2 separate regions of the Zea mays genome follow, and region 1 is linked to region 2. A link is a contact called in public Hi-C data. All regions are on one chromosome and are shown on one strand. The core of a region is the stretch at or near the end of the contact, and the rest is flanking DNA. Distances in the headings are between cores, read along the strand shown. Region 1 holds the start of LOC100273797 (putative transcriptional regulatory protein). Region 2 holds the start of LOC103630640 (receptor-like protein kinase HSL1).

The links. A called contact is a pair of places that touch in the nucleus more often than the background predicts.
Region 1: a Hi-C map of endosperm shows a contact between it and region 2, with 1.8 times the contacts expected there. The contact joins the promoter of LOC100273797 here to the promoter of LOC103630640 in region 2. A contact is called at or near these places in 2 of 25 Hi-C or Micro-C datasets (endosperm and leaf).

The regions. Positions count from the first base shown.
Region 1 is chr6:172,118,308-172,122,155 of Zm-B73-REFERENCE-NAM-5.0, forward strand. LOC100273797 (putative transcriptional regulatory protein) reads right to left here and starts at 2,154. Exons shown (of 7, transcript NM_001359621.1): 1 at 1,969-2,154; 2 at 1,756-1,871. The coding sequence starts at 2,065. It overlaps LOC541780 (heat-shock protein 101), which reads left to right and starts at 2,694. Exons shown (of 6, transcript NM_001111465.2): 1 at 2,694-3,848. The coding sequence starts at 2,839.
Region 2 is chr6:171,695,939-171,700,119 of Zm-B73-REFERENCE-NAM-5.0, forward strand. It overlaps LOC103630640 (receptor-like protein kinase HSL1), which reads left to right and starts at 1,836. Exons shown (of 2, transcript XM_008651688.3): 1 at 1,836-4,181. The coding sequence starts at 2,233.

The sequences.
Region 1 (3,848 bases), core at 904-3,403, 420 kb after region 2:
AACCCCTGGAAGCTGATCCCTACAATGAACCCAACTTTCTGAACACGATCCACTGCTAATTCAATGTTTCGATATAACATCCTGTTTCGGCTGAAGTTTTTTTTTTAAAAAAAAATCTGCAACTCCTACAGAAAAGCATCGGCATAACATCCTTTTCCCAGAAATTGCAGACATCTGCATTGACTGATACAAGGTTCTCATTTTGGTCTAGTTGTTCAGTAACAGCTTTGGCAGCATATGCATGAATTAGATCAACTACATTTTGAAATCCAAAGGATTGCCTCCCTGCAACAATAAGAAAACAAAGAAGGAAAAAAGTTCAGAGCAAGGTTCAGTTCAATCTTTCCAACTTTAGAAATGAGATGGCAGTGAGGAATAAGAGCATATAAGTGTATTGGGCCACATATGCACTTCAATCATGCAAGCAGAGAGATTTGTCTGGCAAAAATCCACTTCAATCTGCACATAAGTGTTCTGGTCCACATATGCCTTCCGGTTCCAAAATCTGCTTTGGTTCAAAAAACTGTCTAGTCTTGAAAAAGTACCAAAAAAATATGAGCAATTGCCACCAGCATCTCACCTGTGTAGGATTCATCCCTGTTTATTCGATTGGCATGGGACAGATTTGCTGACATTAGGCCTTCGAAGCTTGTAGGAGGAAGCAAACGCCGGTGCATCAATCCTACAGTGGATTGGTCCAAATCTCCACCCGTACGATGCGCCTCCGGATCTATCCTTCCTGGCGAACACTGAGAAAGAGGAGCATTCCACAATCCAGTTTCTTCACTTGTTCAACGAATGGGGCCGTACAGGTTTGTACATGGCGACGGATGAATGTGGAGGCACGGGCTGGTCGCGGTGGCGAGGGTGCAATGTCGCGGTCGCGGGAGCTGGAATTTGCCGTGACGGCGGGAGGGCAGTTGGGCGCGATAAAAGGAAATGGCGAGCCGTACGCCCTCGGCAAAGATGCCTAGCGAGGGGAGTAGATGACGAGCCGGATGGAGAAGAGAGGTAGAAAGCTAGCCTGTTGGATGCGTTTTTAACCAGGCTTTTCTTTTTTTTACTGATTTTGTTCAATTTAGTAAGGCTGTTGGAGTTGCTCTGAGGATACATATTGAGACGTTAAAGCTAACTACATTTTATAAACAAGAAACTAAAGCTACTTTCTGTTTTCAGTTTTTCCATTCTCAATTACGCTAATGGACCGAGCTTATTCGCTTGGTTTTAATCCGTACCGGCTTCTACTGTTTCTACAATGTTTTTGTCTCTATAGATTACAGCTGCAGCAGTCTAAACAGTCGGCTTTAATCCGAAGCGAACAACTACTTAGCAGCAAAAGCTAGCTCAGATCCTCAAGAGAACCGAAAATTCGAAACACAATGATATTTGTTGTTGCATCCATTTCTATTATTCCAAATGGAGGCTTTGCCGGGGATATATCCACTGTAATCACACATTTGGTGCAAGCATGCAATCAAATCATCCAGGAATCCAATCTAGATCTAACGGTTTCATATGAAATGGGATTAAATATAAAAATAAGTACAATGTTGCTGGTTTCACGCGGAAGGAGTTAAATGTAAACTAGCAGTTACTATTGGATTTTCATTGGGAATTTGATTGCTTGATTGCACGCATGCACAACATGATTGATTGCACGGGATATTTCCACGGCTTTGCCAACCAGAATATGCACAGCCAGCCGTCCCGAACTTCGTTAATGTGACATTGTGCATCATGGCAAGAGAACATCACCTTCCTTCCAGCGATTTTGCAGGAGCGTCTTCCCATGCAGAGCGGCTGGAACGACGAAATCCGCCGCCTCGCCGCATGCCTCCGGAACAGTCCGGCGCTTCCAATAGGCCCGTCCCCTTACGGCACCAGAAAACCGTCAAAACACGAAACATTGCAACAGTCCAATAGGACTAGATCGGTGCGGAGGAGAGCACGCGAGCACGAGCGGGTTACCGCGGAGGAGCGAGGCTCCCCGGAGAGCGGGAGCGGAGGAAGACAGAGACGAGGCCCTGTGGAGGAGCGCCCCCAGAGCACGCGTGGCGGACGCCATGGTGCCCTGGTGGGCCGGTGGCCGTCGAGCGCGGCGGATGCTCGACGAATTGCTGCGCCCGAGTGGTGGGCTGCTTTGGGCAGGCGGCCGCGGTGGTGAGGTGAGGAGCCTGGGTGTGCACCCGGGCTGCCGGGCAGGATGTGATGTGATAACGATGCGAGGGAAACGGCTCAGATTTGACGCTCGTACTGAGCGCAGTCTGAACCGTTCGATTCACCGTGCGCTACCAGTCTGGAGCATTGACACCTCATCGTTGCATGACTACTCCAGTTCAGAGCTGTCACGTGCTAGAATCTAGATGCCACAAATCTGGTTTCGTGGATGGCTCGTGGGCCCATGGCACAGACGGCTTACAGAGATCCCTACCCCACATTCCAGAGACTACTGGAACGCCACCATGGCCGACACCGAACAGCCGCGCCATGTTTCACACATCGGGAGCACTTCGTCAACAATCCAACGGTCCATGATTATTACGGCCCACATGTCATAGAACCCTCTGGCGCCCTCTCGCCGCTTCGTCACCTGTCCCGTCGCTTGTTTCCTCTCGTTTCCACGGCCTTCTAGACTCCCGGCGAACACTCCACTCCGCCTTCTTATGCGCATCCCCTCCGCTTCCGAAGCACACAGTTCAACCAGAAAAACTAGCCGAAGCAAACCCATTCCACAAGCACCTGGTGGGATCATCTCATCATCAGAAACAAAGAGAGAGATTCCGTGCCCACTTGTTGTAGTAGATTGTGAGGATTGAGGAGTAGCAAAGAGAAGCAGCCATGAATCCGGACAACTTCACCCACAAGACGAACGAGGCGATCGTGGGGGCGCACGAGATTGCGGTGGAGGCCGGCCACGCGCAGCTCACGCCGCTGCACCTGGCCGCAGTGCTGGCTGCGGACAAGGGCGGCATCCTGCGGCAGGCCATCACGGGGGCGTCGGGGGGCGACGGAGCGGCCGGGGACTCGTTCGAGCGCGTGCTGAACAACTCGCTCAAGAAGCTGCCGTCGCAGTCCCCGCCGCCGGACTCCGTCCCGGCGTCCACGGCACTGATCAAGGTCATCCGCCGGGCGCAGTCCGCGCAGAAAAAACGCGGGGACTCTCACCTCGCCGTCGACCAGCTGCTGCTCGGCCTGCTCGAGGACTCGCAGATCTCCGACTGCCTCAAGGAGGCCGGCGTGTCCGCGGCGCGGGTGCGCGCCGAGCTTGAGAAGCTCCGCGGCGGGGAGGGGCGCCGCGTGGAGTCCGCGTCGGGGGACACTAACTTCCAGGCGCTCAAGACATACGGCCGGGACCTCGTCGAGCAGGCCGGGAAGCTTGATCCCGTCATCGGCCGCGACGAGGAGATCCGCCGCGTGGTGCGCATCCTCTCGCGCCGCACTAAGAACAACCCCGTCCTCATCGGCGAGCCCGGCGTTGGCAAGACGGCCGTCGTGGAGGGCCTCGCGCAGCGCATCGTTCGCGGCGACGTGCCCAGTAACCTCCTCGACGTCCGCCTCATCGCGCTCGACATGGGCGCGCTTGTCGCGGGCGCCAAGTACCGCGGCGAGTTCGAGGAGCGGCTCAAGGCCGTGCTCAAGGAGGTGGAAGAGGCCGAGGGGAAGGTCATTCTCTTCATCGACGAGATACACCTCGTCCTGGGCGCGGGCAGGACGGAGGGTTCCATGGACGCGGCCAACCTGTTCAAGCCAATGCTGGCGAGGGGACAGCTCAGGTGCATCGGCGCCACCACGCTGGAGGAGTACCGCAAGTACGTGGAGAAGGACGCAGCGTTCGAGCGGCGGTTCCA
Region 2 (4,181 bases), core at 586-3,085:
ATGTTCATATTCTAGAATGGCAAGCAAATGGTACACGAGGGAGTATTGACAGTTCTAGCGTCAGTAGCATATTCATCACAGGTGTTATTCACTTGGGAGTTTTATGCATATTGAATCTCTGTCATTGTGCATCATAGCCTCATGGGGTTGTCGTATTGTTGTAGCGCTTTCTAACTTACTCATAATAACAACTTTATATATCATTTACATTGTTTTTTTGTTGTCTAGCTGATTATAAGTTTGTAGCAAAATTTTTTTTGTTTGTCCATTTACGTGGGGCAGCAGGCTGCTGCGCTCTTGGGAGAGCAGCCCGTCTACCACGCCGTACAGCGTACCATTGGCTGCGGGGCTGCCATGCCCCCAGTGTCGCTGCCCGGCAAGGAGGCTGGGTATTTGGAGAGTATCGGCGAAGCATCATGGCTCCCGACGAAGCAGAGGCTGCGACCAGCGCGCTGGACGTTGCTGGGGCCGCCTGATGCTGGCGGCGGCTGCTGCCTGGGGGCAGCGGCAGAGCTCATGATCGTCGAGACCTTTGATAACATATTGGTAAGAGACACGTTCCCTATACTGACGATATGTTTCCGTTGCAACGCACGAGCACCCACCTAGTAGTAGATATAAAAAGCAAAAGAACGAGGAACGTTTGAATTGGCATGGCACTGAAAAAACGCACCGTCGTTCACAAGTGCTGCACCGAAGACAGTGACATGTTTGAACGACCGAACCTTTTTTTTTGTTTTTGCCCCCCACTCAAACGTTTGAATGATAGTGTATGATCGGAGACAACAGGCAATTCTAATCTCAAGTTCAGTTGATCGGTGGATAACATGACAGACACCCACCGAGACGATTGGTTGGTGGCGTGCTAAACTGCTAAGCAGTGGGCGCTGGTGCGACTTACTGTTCCCTCGGGCCTCGGGGCTCGGGCAGCTAGTAGTAGTGCAGGTGCAGCTTTGAGAAGACAAGGCGGCCCACGCACGGCGCTCTCCAGTCTCTCTTTGCCATGGTCAGCAAAGGCGAGCTGGCCACAGAGACTTTTACTTTTCTCCGCACCAGCTCACCCCACCTCTGCGATATGTGGAGGCAGGCAGCTGTTTAGTTGGCAGTCCCAGTCCGTCACAGCGTGAGATCAGTCAATGGGCTAGATTAATTAATCCAATGGTTTTATTTATTTGCTAAACTTTCTAGAAGCAGCCGCGACTTGGCGTGGAATACTGTTTCGTCGCCGCGTTTTCCATGTCTCGCTGTCCTACGCTTCCGCTACTCCAGAAGACGTTTTGTGTTCCGTCTTTCCTCAATCTTCAAGTAGTAAGTGCGAGCCGTAGCGCATGTTCGCTTCCCGGCGTGCCCATCCAGATCCAGGCCGCGCACACGTGTGCGTGGAGTATCCTTCTGCTCACGACTTGAGTACTGACCGGTGGGACCGCTCACAGTCAAAGCGTGAAGCATTCCTTTTCCGTTCGGCCGGTGGGACCGATCAGGTAGGTGGTGTCGCTGACATGGCTGGCCTGCCTACTTACTTATTAGTTATTACCAGGCGGCTGTTTGTGCCGCGGCTAGTAGCTGCCTCCCTCCTCCCTCGCTCTGTCCGCTGATCGCTGCATAGGAATAATAAATAGTTTGGTCGTGTTTCGTCCAGACTAGAAAAGAGAAAGAAAGAAAAACAGATCATGTACTGCGCTTACTGTCTTCGAGATGGCCACAAAATCAACGGAGATTATGTAACGATAAAATACTCGGTCCTTGCCACTAATTAAGCCACGTACGTAGCTGCACGTTTCGCCCGCAGTTTAGCAGTCACATCAAACAACTCCAACTCAAACATATACTCTCTTCTATTTTTTTTTCCTCGAATACGTAAATAGTTTACGCCAGCATAACCACGATACAAATATTTGAGCACATAAACAGCATGCTTCTGATCAATGCTCTATAGATAGGCTACAAGAATTAGCTCTACAGATAGCATAACAAACATATTCCTTTCAAACTGAGCCAAAATTTTGACCTGTCTAAAACAACGTGCAACCGCCACTAGCCAATGACACCAGCGACTCTTGAGTCTCTGAAGCTTCCAAGCAACCATCACCCAGCAGAAAACGAGCCAATAATTAACGGGACAATGCAAAAGGCTGGGCGTCACCGTCCCAAGTCACGTTCCCACTGACCAGTACATATAAGTGTGTCCCCGCGCACGCTCCAGGGTTCACAGTTCACACCACGCGGTCCGCGATGGCAGGCCACCACCGCGCCCGCCGAGTAAACGGCACGCGCGCGCCCCCGCGCCGGCCGTCGGCGGAAAAAATCACGCGGAGCCGGAGCCACCCCGAAAAGCCACGCACGTCGCCAACAACCGTTCTACGCGTCCAGCCCCTGCTGTGCGCCTGCGTCTGGCTCGCCCTGCTGCTGGCGTGCCTCCCGCGCCAGGCCGCGGCGCAGGACGCCGAGGCGCGGCTGCTGCTGCAGATCAAGAGCGCGTGGGGCGACCCGGCGCCGCTCGCGTCGTGGAGCAACGCGACCGCGGCGGCGCCGCTCGCGCAGTGCAGCTGGGCCTACGTGCTCTGCGACGGGGCCGGGCGGGTCAGCTCGCTCAACCTCACCAACGTCACGCTGGCCGGCCGCACCATCCCCGACGCCATCGGCGGGCTCACGGCCCTCACGGTGCTCGACCTGTCCAACACCAGCGTCGGCGGCGGCTTCCCTGCGTCCCTCTACAACTGCGCCGCCATCGCGCGCCTCGACCTCTCCCACAACCAGCTCGCCGGGGACCTCCCGGCCGACATCGACCGGCTCGGCGCCAACCTGACCTACCTCGCCCTGGACCACAACAACTTCACCGGCGCGATACCGGCGGCGGTGTCCAGGCTCACCAACCTCACGTACCTCGCTCTCGGCGGAAGCCAGCTCACCGGCACCATCCCGCCGGAGCTCGGCCAGCTGGTTAACCTTCGGACGCTCAAGCTCGAGAGGACTCCCTTCAGTGCCGGCACGCTGCCGGAGTCGTTCAAGAACTTGACCAAGCTAACGACCGTCTGGCTGGCCAAGTGCAACCTCACCGGCGAGATCCCGAGCTATGTCGCGGAGCTGGCGGAGATGGAGTGGCTCGACCTGTCCATGAATGGACTCACCGGAAACATACCGTCCGGGATATGGAACCTCCAGAAGCTGACGAATCTGTACCTGTACACCAACAACCTCTCCGGCGACATCGTCATCAACAACGGGACGATAGGAGCGGCAGGTTTGGTAGAGGTTGACCTGTCCGAGAACATGCTGACTGGGACCATCCCAGGAAGCTTCGGAAGCTTGACGAAGCTAAGGCTCCTCATTTTGCACGACAACAATCTCGTCGGCGAGATACCGGCAAGCATAGCCCAGCTACCGTCCTTGGTATACTTGTGGCTGTGGAGCAACAGCCTCAGCGGAGAGCTCCCGCCGGGGCTCGGAAAGGAGACGCCGGTGCTGAGAGATATCCAGATCGACGACAACAACTTTTCCGGGCCAATACCGGCGGGGATCTGTGAGCACAACCAGCTGTGGGTGCTCACCGCCCCCGGTAACCGCTTGAACGGCTCAATACCGACCGGTCTTGCCAACTGCTCGAGTCTCATATGGTTGTTCCTCGGAGGTAACCAGCTGTCCGGCGAGGTGCCGGCCGCTCTATGGACGGTGCCGAAGCTTCTGACCGTGTCGTTGGAGAACAATGGACGGTTGGGCGGGAGCCTGCCGGAGAAGCTGTACTGGAACCTGTCGAGGCTTAGCATCGACAACAACCAGTTCACCGGACCGATTCCTGCATCGGCTACTAATCTCAAGCGGTTCCACGCCAGCAACAACTTGTTCTCCGGCGACATACCACCGGGGTTCACCGCTGCGATGCCCCTTCTGCAGGAGCTGGACCTGTCGGCGAACCAGCTGTCTGGGGCAATCCCACAGAGCATTGCGTCGCTCAGTGGCATGTCGCAGATGAACTTAAGCCATAACCAGCTCACCGGCGGCATACCGGCGGGGTTAGGCTCGATGCCGGAGCTCACCCTGCTGGACCTTTCGTCAAACCAGCTTTCCGGCGCCATACCGCCGGCGCTGGGAACGCTGAGGGTCAACCAGCTTAATCTGTCCTCCAACCAGCTCACCGGCGAGGTTCCCGATGCGCTCGCCCGTACCTACGACCAAAGCTTCAT